Linked DNA regions of Mus musculus: regions 2 and 3 are each linked to region 1. The links are chromatin contacts, called in public HiCAR-type maps. All regions are on one chromosome and are shown on one strand. The core of a region is the stretch at or near the end of the contact, and the rest is flanking DNA. Distances in the headings are between cores, read along the strand shown.

The links. HiCAR-type assays count read pairs that join an accessible place to other places.
Region 2: a HiCAR-type map of fibro-adipogenic progenitors shows a contact between it and region 1, with 6 times the contacts expected there. The contact joins two enhancer-like sites. A contact is called at or near these places in 3 of 39 promoter capture datasets (embryonic stem cells and liver), 3 of 484 Hi-C or Micro-C datasets (embryonic heart, embryonic stem cells and lens fibers), 2 of 115 datasets of contacts at active chromatin or transcription factors (bone marrow-derived macrophages and fibro-adipogenic progenitors) and 1 of 9 other capture datasets (adipose tissue).
Region 3: a HiCAR-type map of fibro-adipogenic progenitors shows a contact between it and region 1, with 4 times the contacts expected there. The contact joins two enhancer-like sites. A contact is called at or near these places in 3 of 39 promoter capture datasets (embryonic stem cells and liver) and 3 of 115 datasets of contacts at active chromatin or transcription factors (embryonic basal ganglia, fibro-adipogenic progenitors and heart atrium).

Annotation. Positions count from the first base shown.
Region 1 is chr3:28,142,354-28,147,057 of GRCm38.p6, reverse strand. No RefSeq gene overlaps it. Among named protein-coding and RNA genes, the nearest start is that of Gm42196, 32 kb to the left of the region's middle. Within about 2 kb of position 2,112, at least 23 of the 459 cell types and tissues checked have an H3K27ac peak or open chromatin away from gene starts, as enhancers often do. A contact at or near this core is called in fibro-adipogenic progenitors, where this site is marked.
Region 2 is chr3:28,541,482-28,545,565 of GRCm38.p6, reverse strand. Tnik (TRAF2 and NCK interacting kinase) reads right to left here. Exons shown (of 33, transcript NM_026910.1): 7 at 3,468-3,598. Among named protein-coding and RNA genes, the nearest start is that of Mir466q, 120 kb to the right of the region's middle. Within about 2 kb of position 1,750, at least 72 of the 459 cell types and tissues checked have an H3K27ac peak or open chromatin away from gene starts, as enhancers often do. A contact at or near this core is called in fibro-adipogenic progenitors, where this site is marked.
Region 3 is chr3:28,559,631-28,564,207 of GRCm38.p6, reverse strand. It overlaps Tnik (TRAF2 and NCK interacting kinase), which reads right to left. Exons shown (of 33, transcript NM_026910.1): 10 at 1-133. Among named protein-coding and RNA genes, the nearest start is that of Gm52603, 130 kb to the left of the region's middle. Within about 2 kb of position 1,342, at least 16 of the 459 cell types and tissues checked have an H3K27ac peak or open chromatin away from gene starts, as enhancers often do. A contact at or near this core is called in fibro-adipogenic progenitors, where this site is marked.

The DNA.
Region 1 (4,704 bases), core at 863-3,362:
AGAGAGGGAAAAGATGGTAACCTTTCCGTACAGTTTATACACCCTCAGAACAACAGGCACAGCATTCTAGTACATTGAAAATCAGTAGGAAAAGGAACATAGCACCTACAGGGAAACAAGCCACTTCTAGATAAAAAAAGAATTACTATATTATAGCATCCTCCCCCAGTAGACTTCTTAGGAAAGGTGACAAACAAAAGCTGTGTATATTGGGTCTGGAGATATGGCTCAGTAGTTAAGCCCCCTTGATGTTCATGAGAGTATTGGTTCCCAGCACTCATATGGCGGTTCCAGGGGATCTGACACCTTCATCTGGTCTCTGTAGGCACCAGGCACTGGAGTCCTGGAGAGTGGCTGATCTCCAGTCTACATTGAAATCCTGAATAAGTTGTAACTTAATATTGACAGCAGCAACCGGATAGATAAACTTGCCAAAAAGAGTGAGGGCAGTCAGGCAAAAAGCAGAAGACTCCTTCTATGGCCTTTTAGCTGGCCTGCCTCCGGAAGGTGCTGCCCAGATTTGGGGTAGGTTTTCTGCTTTAAGTAATCCAAGTAAGACAACCCCTTAGAGGAGTGTCCAGCAGCTTGGGTTTTAGTTAACTCCAGAGGCAGTTGAGTTGACAGTCAAGACCGACCATTGTAGACACTCAGGTTGGTTCCGTATGCTAGCATTCGTGATTCCATATCCTAGCTTTCGTGAACAGCACTGAAGAAAAACTCAAACGCGGATACCTCTTGGGTGAGCTGTATTAGTTACTTTCTTATTGCTGTGATAAAATGCCTTGACAAGCACCACAGAGGAGAACACTGTGAATTTTGGCTATTGTTCCAGAGGGACAACGTCTGTAAAGACTGGGAAAGGCCCGGCACAGGAATGGGAAGTTGAATAGTCACATTTTCCTGCACACACAGGAAGCCAAGACAGAGAACAGGAAGTGGGACAAAGGTATCAGCTGTCCGATGCTGCCTTTTGTGATATACTTCCTCCAGCAAGACTCTGCCTTCTAAAGGTTCCATAGCCTCCCCCAAACAGCCTCACCAACTGGGAACCAAGTGTTCAAATACGTGAGCCTATGGAGAAGATTTCTCATTTAAACCACAATCCAGACTGTTTTCACAGTCTTTAGATAAACAGTGTCTCAAAAGAATGGGATTTCTGGGTTGTAGGCAGTTTTATGCTTAATTCTTTGATGAAGCCATGCATTGCTCATAATGGCTATATTAACTATCACGAGAAGGTAGATAGATGCTCATCCTACCTGATGCTATTGATGCCAGACTTCATAAGCCCTCAGCCCACCTCTGGTTGCTTGAAGCCATGCAGGGCAGATATTCTCATGTTGAAAGCATCACCCCTGGCAAGTGTCTTCCTCCTCCATACCTCTCTCTGACTCATGACAGCTGGCTGAGCTTGAGTGAGGGGACGTTCCAAAGGAACAGTGTTTGACTTTTTCTAAGTTATCTACCTCTATCTCCTCAAGGTAGAAAAGCAATGATAGCTCAAAGAAAAAGCTTCACCCATGTCTTACTTGTGAACGAACAAGTTTAATTGGGATTGTTTAGAGGGGCCAGTTATCACCACCTTGACATTTGGTCTCACCTCCCACAGAATGGCCATCAAGGATCTCTGATGGCAAGGAGTGGATCTGACAGGTGAGGTGGTTGTGAGTTCGGGCAAGCAGAGAGCACTTGCTTTCCTTGTTTTATTTTTCTTCCTTCTTTCTTCCTCCATGTTTCTTTTCTCCTTCCTTTTTCATTTTCTTCCCTCCTTCCTGTCTCATTCTCTTTATTTTTTCTCTCATCCTCTCTTGTTTTAGATTCTAATAATGTATGTTCATTAAATTTGTGAAAATTCATCAAGTTGTACGTTTATGATATATTCATTTGTTATAAGTATGTTATACATGAACAAAAAGTTTAAAAATTATGTGGGTTAGTTCAGGAAATGGGACTGGAAGCTGAATAACATGAGGCCACAGAGAAATTAAAATGTGCAAAAGGAAAAACAGAATGCTCTAATGAAATTTGTCTCTATCCATGACCTACTGTGGTGTCACAAACTACTAAGGCAGTGCCAATTTTACTTGGGCCTAGTTCTATGACTCAGTTTGGGCTGGGTTTTGCTAAGAAATCCTTTGGCTGTATTCCTAGGCAGTTTGGCAGATCTGTATGACCTTGCATGGCCTCCTCACTGCATATGGCAATGGATGCTGGCTGTCATCCCAATCTCACTCTCTACATGGCCTCTTGCTCTCACAGTGACATTGCTCTAAGACACTAGGATAGGATGCTATGGTTCTCTGGGAGTCTGGGTAAAAATGTATGGACCATCTCAGCACCAATTTACATCTGCAAAAGGCAGTCCCAAGTCTAGCACCCAAAGGGTAATGGGAAGCACTCTGATGATCTGGACAGTACATAGCCACATAAAAGCAAGAACTCTTCATCTCTTGTGGGAATCAAGATTTGGTAACTAATTCTCAATATTAGACAACATTGCATGATTTAGTTAAACATGTCTATGAGCTAGGTGTAGTCTGTGAATCTTGCTTACAATTTTTTACTAGGTAACATAATGTAAAATTATAGGAATCCCTGTTCTCGGGATAAATATATAAAGGTGGTCTGGCAATGTACCTCATAGCAATGAACTTGCTTGCATCTGTGAGTCCCTAGGCTCCATTCCCAGACACTTAAAACAAGTAGAGAAGAATTTCAGAAGTTCTCTTTCTCTCTCTCTCTCTCTCTCTCTCTCTCTCTCTCTCTCTCTCTCTCTCTCTCTCTCTCTCTAGTGAAACATCAGTTTGGACTTCTTTCCTACCATTAACAACGGCTGCAATAAACGTAGACAGAAATGTCTAGTATTTTCTTACCTCAATCACCTGTGTCTGCCTTCCTTCCAGTTTAGAGTCTCCACCTGGAGATGACTGGCATTTGATTGATATCTTATTCTACTCTCTGCTAGCTAGAAACAGAGGGCAATTCATAAATAATACAAATCAATGCCCACAGTATTGGAGCCTAGGAGGTTCTAGAGCACATGTCAACATCTGGCCAGAGTGTGCTACCTTAGGACATGGCAGCTAGGCATGAGCTCAGTCAAGGCAGGAAGAGAATATGGATTGAATAGGTTGACTTAATGACTGTTCTTGTTAGTGACCTGCTTTTTGGTAATGGCATCAATTCATTCATGTCAGAGCACTGATGGCTTAACAACCTCTTCAGTAAGGTTCCATCTCTTCATGTTGGTTCAACGTAAGCTTGGAGGGAACCTTCTTGTACCTCTATGTAGAAGGGAGCTGAAAGGGGAGCAAAGGGTAGACTACAAGGACTGTAGCACAGTTGAATGAATGACCGTGTGACATGCTGAGATGAGGCTATAGCCCAGAAAGCCCCTAATGTGCATTGACACCACTGGGGTGGTGATTGTGTCTTTGCCTGATATCCTCAGAGAATCTTACTCCTCATACTCCAATCTTGGATATTCTCTCCATATGCATGCAGTTGCCTCTTATTCTGGGCACTGTTACTGAGAATGGAAATTATTCCACACTTATTTGCTAAGCTAAGCACAGGGAAGTAGATACCCTGGTCTGGCTCATTCACTGGAGTACCCACAGCACCATGATGGCATATTGATCAATGTCTTCATTCAACATCATATTCATCTGTGGTGGTTTGAATATGCTTGGCCCAAGGAGTGGCACTATTAGGAGGTGTGACCTTGTTGGGCTAGGTATGGCCTTCTTGGAGTAGGTGTGGCCTTGCTGGAGAAAGTGTGTCACTGTGGGGGTGGGCTTTGAGACTTTCCTCCTAGCTGCCTATAAGGTAGTCTTCTCCTGACTTCCTTCACATCAAGATGTAGAACTTTCAACTCCTCCAGCACCATGTCTTCCTGGACACTGCCATGATTCCTGCCATGATGATAATGTACTGAACCTTTAACCTGTAAGCCAGCCTTAATTAAATGTTGTCCTTTATAAGACTTGCCTTGGTCATGGTGTCTCTTCACAGCAATGGAAACCTTAACTAAGACATCATCTTTAAAGATTTATTTTAAAAGGATTAGTGGCGCACGCCTTTAATCCCAGCACTCAGGAGGCAGAGGCAGACGGATTTCTGAGTTCGAGGCCAACCTGGTCTACAGAGTGAGTTCCAGGACAGCCAGAGCTACACAGAGAAACCCTGTCTCGAAAAACCAAAATAAATAAATAAATAAATAAATAAATAAAAGGATTAGGATTAGAGTTAGTTAATATGTCATGGTACAACCCACAGAAGAAACCTATAATTATTGAGAATGCTGAGATTCTGAACTTGGCTTTTCCTTGGGGGTCTTAACTCAAAAGTATAGGAGGAAGTCAGTGTTACACACTCCCATCTCTATCTCAAACCTATTGACTCTTGTTCTAGAAGCCCCTAAACAGAATGAGGGATAAGTTACAAGCAGACATTGCTGACATCACAATTTTAATTGTGTATTAAATGCCTATTTGCATACTAAAACAAACAAGCCAACCTAGCCAAGGTACCATGTACAGAAAGCACCATGATCAGAGCAAAGCCATAAACAAGTGTCACCTGCAGACACACAGCATGCTCAGGGACACAGATGTCCCTGATTTTCATTCTCAGAAGACGAGGTCAAGCCATGCAATGCTCCAGCTGCACACATGTCCAGCCACAGCTTACAAGGGTTCAGCT
Region 2 (4,084 bases), core at 501-3,000, 400 kb before region 1:
GAGAGGCTGTAAAGATCTCCATCTTCTCTGGTTCTGAGTAAAATCATGAAGTCATCAAAATAAAATCCCTGCCACTCCCCAGTATTCCTTTCTACTTCATCCTTTCCATCAGCTCTTCGGACAAGCTGCTTTTCCTCTTGACGGGTGAAGAGCACAAATCACAGCCTAGGCATGGAGTTTTCTTTGAACAACTTATGTGCATAGCTATCTTTATAAAGAAGTTCACAGTACAGTCTAAATGACTGACATTGTTGGACCTGTTTTCTCTGTGAGGACCCTTTTAAGACTTCTTTTTGTAAAAAAAAAAAATTATTCTTACATATTGGTATCACATCATCTCTAAACAGAATTTCTTAGCAGTTGTCTGAGGAAAGAAGTCCAAGATTTGAACTCAATTCCAAGCTCTGGATTGGCCAAAGGGAAAAGCTTATTCTAGGTACTCTCCTAAAAACAAATCAGCCACAGAGGTCTTGTCTATTCTTCAAACAAATACACTGCACATAAATATAGCCCACTTAAAAGATTAAGTCAGGGGTGAAAATCTAGACACTCTGGTTCTTCCTTGTATAACTAGTCTTATTTTAAAATTTAGTTTTATTTATTTATGTGTATTGGTATTTTCTGCATGTTGTTTCTGTGCACCATGTGTGTGCCTGGTGCCCTGGGAGGTCAGAAGAGGACACTGGGTCCTTTAAAATTCGAGTTAAAGATGGGTGAGATGCACCACGTGGATTCTGGTATTTTGAACCCTTGGGTCTTCCAAGAGCAACAAGTGCTCTTAACCTCTGAACCAACCCTCCAGTTCCCTCCTGGTATATTTTGAAGTGCTTCAAATTATCTATGGCACAGATGTAAACTAGTTAACACGTGTTAAATACGACCACAGTTTGAAGAGTTGCTTACAGCCAATTAAAATATGCATATCTCGTCTGGGATATATATTTTGTAGTGCATCCTCTCTCGGATTTGCAAATGGAATTATTCAAATGTGCTGATCATTAGCAGTTTAAATAAATGACATTTATTTTGGCAGGGGATTAATTTTTAACGAGGCAGCTGCTCTCAGACAGATTGCCGTCAGGTCATTAGAGGGACTAACTTTGAGGGAAGAAGGGTGATTATTATGTTTTCGAGCTTGCATTTCTCTAAAGAGGCGAATGATTTCATCAATGCTCGGAGACACTGGCTCTCAAAGACTTCAGTGTTTGCATGGAGCTCACCTGATTAAAAACAGTAACCAAATGGGGAGAAGTAAGTGAACTTTAAGAGAGAAATTCCTCAAATGTACTATTTGGATGAGAAATATGAGATTTATACAGAAGCTAGGCAACTACCACACAAGACGAGGCTGCAATAAAAAAGAACCCCACAGATTCTTTTCATAGAGAGGCCCTTTTGATGCTGACTTATCTTAATTTTTTTAACATAGTCATTTAAAAAGGCAAATCAGACCAATCAAATAATAATATAATACAGAACACACAAATCCACAAGAGACCCTCCTTTGCAGGGTGGGACAAGTGACTACCGAGATTTGAGCAGAGTTGGGAGACTCATGTTCAAGTTGAAGTTCAGAGAATGTCACCAACTGGGTATGCACCTGTGAAGACCTGGCCCCAGTTTCCCCCTTTGTAGGATTTTGAGGGAAGGTCCTTGAGCTAACAAAGCAAACCCAGGTAGTATCGCCTTTTGCCCACAGGGTGTCTCTCTGCCTAGTGCCTAGCCTGAGAACTCTGAACTGGCCCTAGCTCTCACTGTCCACAGTTTCACTTTCTCTTAACAGGGATTTATGCAGCAGCAATGTCACCAGACGCTGCAGCTCTTGAGGGGCTTTATGACTGTGACTCGTGTCACTGTGTTGGGATGAATGAAGGAGGGCTGCCGGGAGAAGCTTACTGAATGTGACAAGGGATCCATCAAAATTCTGTGAGATGCCAAGTCACACTAGAGGAAAGCCAAGGCATAGACCTACATTCTACTCCATCTCTCCTACAGAGAAGAAACTACGAAGTATCTACAGTGAGCCCGTAGAAACGAGGAACTTGCTGCCATTTAACTATAAAAAGATGCCCCCGATATTTGTATTTTGGTTTAACATAGGAAGCCTTGAGAATATTAGCTTGGGCGTGGAATAAATAGGTTGACCAGTATACGCTGTGTTCTTGTTTGGTAGAAGCAAGGAGTTCCTCAGTGCTGTGGCACAGAAGCCACAGAGAGTTACAATAGTGTGCAGCCCATTTGAGAAAGCTAGAAGACCTTTGTGACTGAGCATGGGTGTGCAGGCATATGTGTGTCTGCACCTTCATGGGTCGGACAGATGTCAGTCTTGGCTATTATTTCTCTGAAGCCTTGAATTTTGATACAGGGTCAGTCATTGGCTTGGACCTTGCTAGGCTGGCTGGCTAGAAAGGCTGGGATTCTCCTCAGAGCTGGGACTACGAGCCTGCATCACCATGACTGCCTTCTGTGTGGCTTCGGGAAGACTCACTCAGGGCCTTCTGCTTCAGAAGCAGGTACTTTGCCAACTGAGCTATCTCTTCAGGCCCTCTGAAACTTTCCACTTTAAAAGATGATGTTTAGACAAATATATTAATCCTGATTTAAATATTGTGCATATATAGAAGTAATGCCTGAAACCCCTTTCGTATGCACAGATGGAATATTTTTCTTTCTATAACATATTTTTTATCCACTTTACATCTGAATCACAGCTTCCTACTCCTTCCTTTCCTCCCAGTCCCGCTCTTACAAATCCCTCCCCCATTACTCCCTCTCCCTCTCCAAGAAGAAGGGGAAGCCCCACCTTGGGTACTGACCCAGCTTGGGTACCACCCCACCCTGGGACATCTAGTCCCAGCAGGGCTAAGCACATCCTCTCACTGAGGCCCAACCAGGCAGTCCTGTTAGGGGAAAGGGATCCAATGGCAGGCAACAGAGTCAGAGGCAGTCCCCTCTCCAATTGTTAGGGGACCCACATGAAGACCAAGCTGCACATCTGCTACAAATGTGTATTGTGAGTACAAATGTGAGTACAAATGTGAGTTCCTATGCTAACTTTGATCAGTAATGGAGTGTGACCTGAGAGTTGTGAGCTGAATAATTTTATGCATCATTAAAAATGAATCAAAAGACTTATTAGATGAAAAAGGATAAAAATAAGAATATAAATATTGCCAAAACGAAACTATAACCAACAACACAAACCTGCTCTATTTCTCAAGAGTAAGAAGAATACATTCAAAAGCATAGAAAATAATTTCAATATCATTTTGTAAGTAGGAAACCAAATACTGTGGGTAAATTCATTATGAAACAGTTATTACTTGAGTATCTTACAATCTTAGATCCAGATACCATTTTTCAAATCTCCTTTTGTGTAAGCCACATGCAGGTGCCTGTGAGGATCATCCCCTGAAAAACTGAGGACAAGGGGCTGGACATGGCTTCACAGCCCAACCAACTCATACCTTGAAATCATATGTGGCATCCGGGTTCTCATCACAGGCAATGACTTCTGGTGCCATCCAGTAGGGAGTCCCGATGAACGTGTTCCTCCTGCCCACAGTTCGGTCAAGCTGGGCACTCACTCCAAAATCCACTAATGAGAAGACAGTTGAATAAATTAGAACCTCAGATTGGATGTGAGGGTAAAATGAATGTGCGTTCTTCAGGCAGTAAAGTGTATCTATAACATAAATGTTATGATTTCATCTGGTTTATTCTGTATAGAGATATCACTATGTTTATCACTGCATAGAGAAGAAACTCAGTTGAGATAAACATCTCCATCATGTTGCCTGTAGGCAAGTCTGTAGGGGATTTTCTTGATAGATGATTATGGAGGGACCTAGCCCATTGCGGGTGGAACCATCCCTGGACAGGCAGTCATGAGGAGGATAAAAATGCAAACTAGGCAAGTAGCACGGAGCAAGCCAGTAAGCAGCACTCCTCCATGGCCTCTGCTTCAGCTCCTGCCTCCAGGTTCCTGCCTTGAGTTCCTATGCTGACTTTGATCAGTAATGGAGTGTGACCTGAGAGTTGTGAGCTGAAATAAATCCTTCCCTTAACCCATTTCCTTTGGCCA
Region 3 (4,577 bases), core at 93-2,592, 420 kb before region 1:
CAGCTGGATGCGGACCTGCCTCTCATTAGGTTGGTCTCGTATGAATGGGTGCTTCATCAACTGCTCCGTGGCTGGCCGCTGGCTGTGATTCTTTACCAAGCAGCTCTCGATAAATGACTGGAATTTTTTTGACCTGCCAGACAAAAGAGATGAATTCACTGATAGAATGCTAACCTAAAAGAAAAGCAAATAAATACACCTTTTGAAATGTGACCAGAGAGAGAGAGAGAGAGAGAGAGAGAGAGAGAGAGAGAGAATGGTCCATCTGATGAGCACGGGGAACCAACAAATCACAGATCATCTCTCAGCCTATCAGCACAGTGAAGTTCGAGGGTGTGACCACCATTGACATAGACACAAGATAACATACAGTAGTTATACACATGGAAACGTTTCCATACTGGAACACAAGCTTGCACAGAAGGAACCAAGAGGACAATGACCTGTGAAGGGAAGAAGACAGGCAAGCACTCTAGAGTGAGGCAACTGAGGCTTTACAGACTCGGGAGGACCACATTCTCAGTGTGAAGAGGGTGACTCAGACGGGTGCCGAGTCAGTATAATCAGGGAGTTGGGAGTACTATACGCCAGGGAACACTACAGTGAGCAGCGTCCATCAGGCATGAAACACCAGCCAGAGTGTGGAAAACAGAGGAAGGAGGGGTGAGGCAGCTGCCTCATGGAAATGAACAAGATTCTCATATGATAAAAAGAACACAGATCGGAGTAATTTTGTTTGTTTTGTTTTGCTTTGCTTTGCTTTGCTTTGCTTTGCTTTGCTTTGCTTTGCTTTGTTTTGTTTTGTTTTGTTTCTTGAGAAAGGGTTTCTCTGTGTAACAGTCCTGGCTGTCCTGGAACTCTCTTTGCAGACCATGCTGGCCTTGAGCTCAGAGATCTGCTTGCCTTTGCCTCCTAAGTACTCGGATTAAAAGTGTGCACCACCACACCTGCCTGGGCCAAATGTCTAAATAGCAACCTTACAGTTGCTTCTGAATTCTGTTTTCTAGTCGACGATGAGGGAAAGATGGCCACCAAGATAAGGACTTGGAGATTTAGCTGTGGTATTTTAGCTCCTACACTTAACTAATCCCCACTCCCCTGAAGGCCCAATTTCTTTCTAGATAAAGCCTATGCTAAAGTGTTCTGGAAGCTGGGAAGCCCTGGAGGCAGATACCACAGCAGCCAGGGCAGGCAGGGCCACAGTGCAGCAGCAGTTACTGTGGACTTTAGCCTGGATTTATGGATAGAGCATGTGTGTCCTTGCTGAAAGTTCCAAGAAGTTATCCAGAGTTGGAAGTAATTAACTTCCCAGCTTCCCAGTGTGTGTGCCTTTCCAAGGCTCGCCACAGGGACCTCAGTGATTCTCCACCCAAGATCTCAGTGGAACCCCAGACAACGGAGCGCCCTGCCTACTCTGAAGGGAGCCAGGTTTTGCTCTCTGTTGCCCTCTTGTGGATGTACTATGGATTTCCCCCCATCCATCCACCTCCAAAAGAAGACTTTGTCATATTCCCTGACAGGAGCGTTTCCCAGAAACATATGTATTTCAGGGTTGAGGAAGTATCTTCATCGCATAGAACCCCATGAGCGGCGTGTCTTCCAGCATCCAAGGTCAAGAGAGGGTTGGGGAGAAGGCTCAGCAGGTAAGGTCATGTACAAACGTGACAACCTGGGTTCAATCCCAGACCCAAGTCAGAAGGCTGTGGGACTGTTAGCATCTGTTATCCTAGTCCCCAAAGGGAGACTTAAGGAAGTCTGGAGGCTCAGGGACAGCCATCTTGGAGTACATAGCAAGGCAGAAGCATCAAGAGAGACCCTGCATCGACAAGATGGAAGGAGAGAACCAACTCCTGACAGTTGTCCTCTGATCTCTATGTCTGTACTGTAACATGTGCTTGACTGCACACACACATACATACACGCACATAGACACACACACACACAGACACAGACACACACATACAGACAGACATACAGATATACAGAGAGAATAAATAAATAGTTAATATATATTATATGTGTACATAAAATAATGCAAGAAAGGGAGCGATTTGTTGCAAGGAGTAGTATGATTCTCTTTCCCAAACCAATCAACTAAAAAGAAAAAAGTGGGATAAATGACTCATCTAAGGAATGAACTGGAAACTATATGACAGGAACCTCAAAACAACATCGGCAAACCTGGCAAATGCCATGTGCTGCTCTGAGTAAGAAACCAGCATCAAAACCATTGAAAACCAGACTAACGTAAGACAGCTATAAAATATTCACAGGGAACATGAGTGCTCTCTCACTGGCGGCTAGGAGGGAGTGCTGATTTTTTATTGTAAAGTGCTCCACTATTAATTAGAGGGTGATAAATAAAAGCAATCACATCCAATTTGAAAAATGAGATCCAGACCTCAATAGACTGTGCATTCGTTTTTCAAACACTGACATGTAAAAACAAAACAACCAAAAAAAAAAAAAAAAAAAAAAGAGCCAGAAAAACCTTAAACTCTACGGGCAGAACAGTGCTCCAGCAGTGTTCCATTAAAAGAACTGGCTACAAGATCTCCCTTTTCAGAGCTCTGCTGGAGGGAACGACCTCTGTCCAAAGGACAGAGATAAGGCACAGAGCTTGCAGAGCCAGTAATACGTCTCTATCCTTTTTATAGGCATCATTTGAAGAGAAAATGTTGCTCACTTAAAACATACCCTCAAGTCTAGTGTGCTGGCACATTCCCATACTCCTAGCAACTTGGAAGGTTGAGGCAGGAGGATCACCATGAGTTTGAGGCTATAAGTTATATAGTGAATTTGGGGACAACCTGGACTACATAGCAGGGCCCCATTTCCACCAAGAATGACCCCAAAACAAACTCCCATGTCTTTAAAGAAGTGCTCACTTATTTTCTAAGTTGCTGTGACCAAGGAATCAATATGTTTAATTGCACATTTAATTACAAGTGAAAGAACTTCATGGAAGTTGAATACCTGTTTGCTCAGTATTTCGGTGGCTTAAAAGTAAATTTGTGGTACTGCTGGTAACTTAGCTTTGTCTCTTAGAATACAAAAAGATAACAACTTCCGGGAATGTTATCAATATAGCCTATGCTTGATGCTCACAGTCTGAGGAGGTGACAGAGTCACCCTGGTTACACAGTGAAGTTGGTTACTTTAGCCATTGTGATCAGGAGGGATGGATGCTTTGGATAGACATGATATCCATACAGGTAATTTTGGCATTGAAAATCTCTTTTAGTTTTCACAACTAGCCCCTTTCTCTGCCTTGGGCTTCATCGCTTGTGTGGCTCAGGGCAAATGACTTCTCTGCGCCCTCTTCCCTGGCTACAAATATAGATGCCTACAGTGCATACATTAAAACACTGCTGTATCAATTAAACATGTTAATTCATTTTAAATGCCTCTTGTGATTAGTGCTGACATGACCATGGGGACACTTGACCATTCTCTGACCATCACTACACTCAAGGAAGAAAAAAAATCCTTTCTTAAGGATTGTGACATGGAAATCAAACATTGCTCCCCCCGCATACTTCTGCTAAGTAAAATGGGCACCACTGAGCAGTGTTCAGTGGCAGAGTTTGAAAGATGACTTTGTCATTATGGGAACATCATAGAACCTATCTGCTCCTGCCAACATGGCTGCAGAGGCACCAGGTGGTTCAGTCTTAAGGCACCACTGTCATACATGGAGTCCATTGCTAACCCGAATTTTATTATGTAGCAGGTGGCTGCACAGCATTGTTTAAAGGGATTGCTGTAGATGGATTTGGGGAAGCAGAACAGAACAGGTTAATTTAAAAAAACTCATGCTTCAGTTTGGGTTTTGATTTTGGTGAAGTATACAGTCACAGTACAAACTAACCAGTTCAATGTATCTCAAATATTTTGTGACATCTACTTTATATCATCATTATTTTCATTTGGCACACACACTCACACACACACACACACACACTCACACACACACACACACGCACGCACGCACGCACGCACGCACGCCTACAGCCCTATAGCCCTACAGCCCTACCTTTGTTCTATCTCAAAACTAAAGTGCCTAACAGCAGGCATGGAACTCTAAAAAATAGTCCGGATGGGCGGGTAGGGTGTGTGCTGGCTAGATTTTTTTGTCAACTTGACACAATCCCATGTCATCTAGGGACACCTCTCTGTCGTTGAGAAAATGCCTCTATGAGACTGGCTTTCAGGCAAGTCTTTGGGGGAATTTTCTTGATTAGTGATTGATGTGGAGGGACCCAGCTCACTGTGTGCACTGTGAGAACCCGTAGCAAGAGCTTTGAAAGGTAACCAGCAAAGTAGGATTCTCTTCAAGGAGCCCCGAAAGCCATTGCGTAAGGCCGTGAAGTGAAGCCTCATCTGTAAGGCAGAACTCAGTATATTAGATTTTGCTGGGATTATGGGATAGCCACTAAGGAGAGTTAAAGGTATGGAGTGGAGCCATTCGAAGGGAGGCTATGTGTGCTGTGGGCAGAGTAGGAGAGGCACGGCTGGTGGAGACCAGATGACACCACCAGGAGCCTTGGATGCTTGACACTGAACCTCAGGATTTT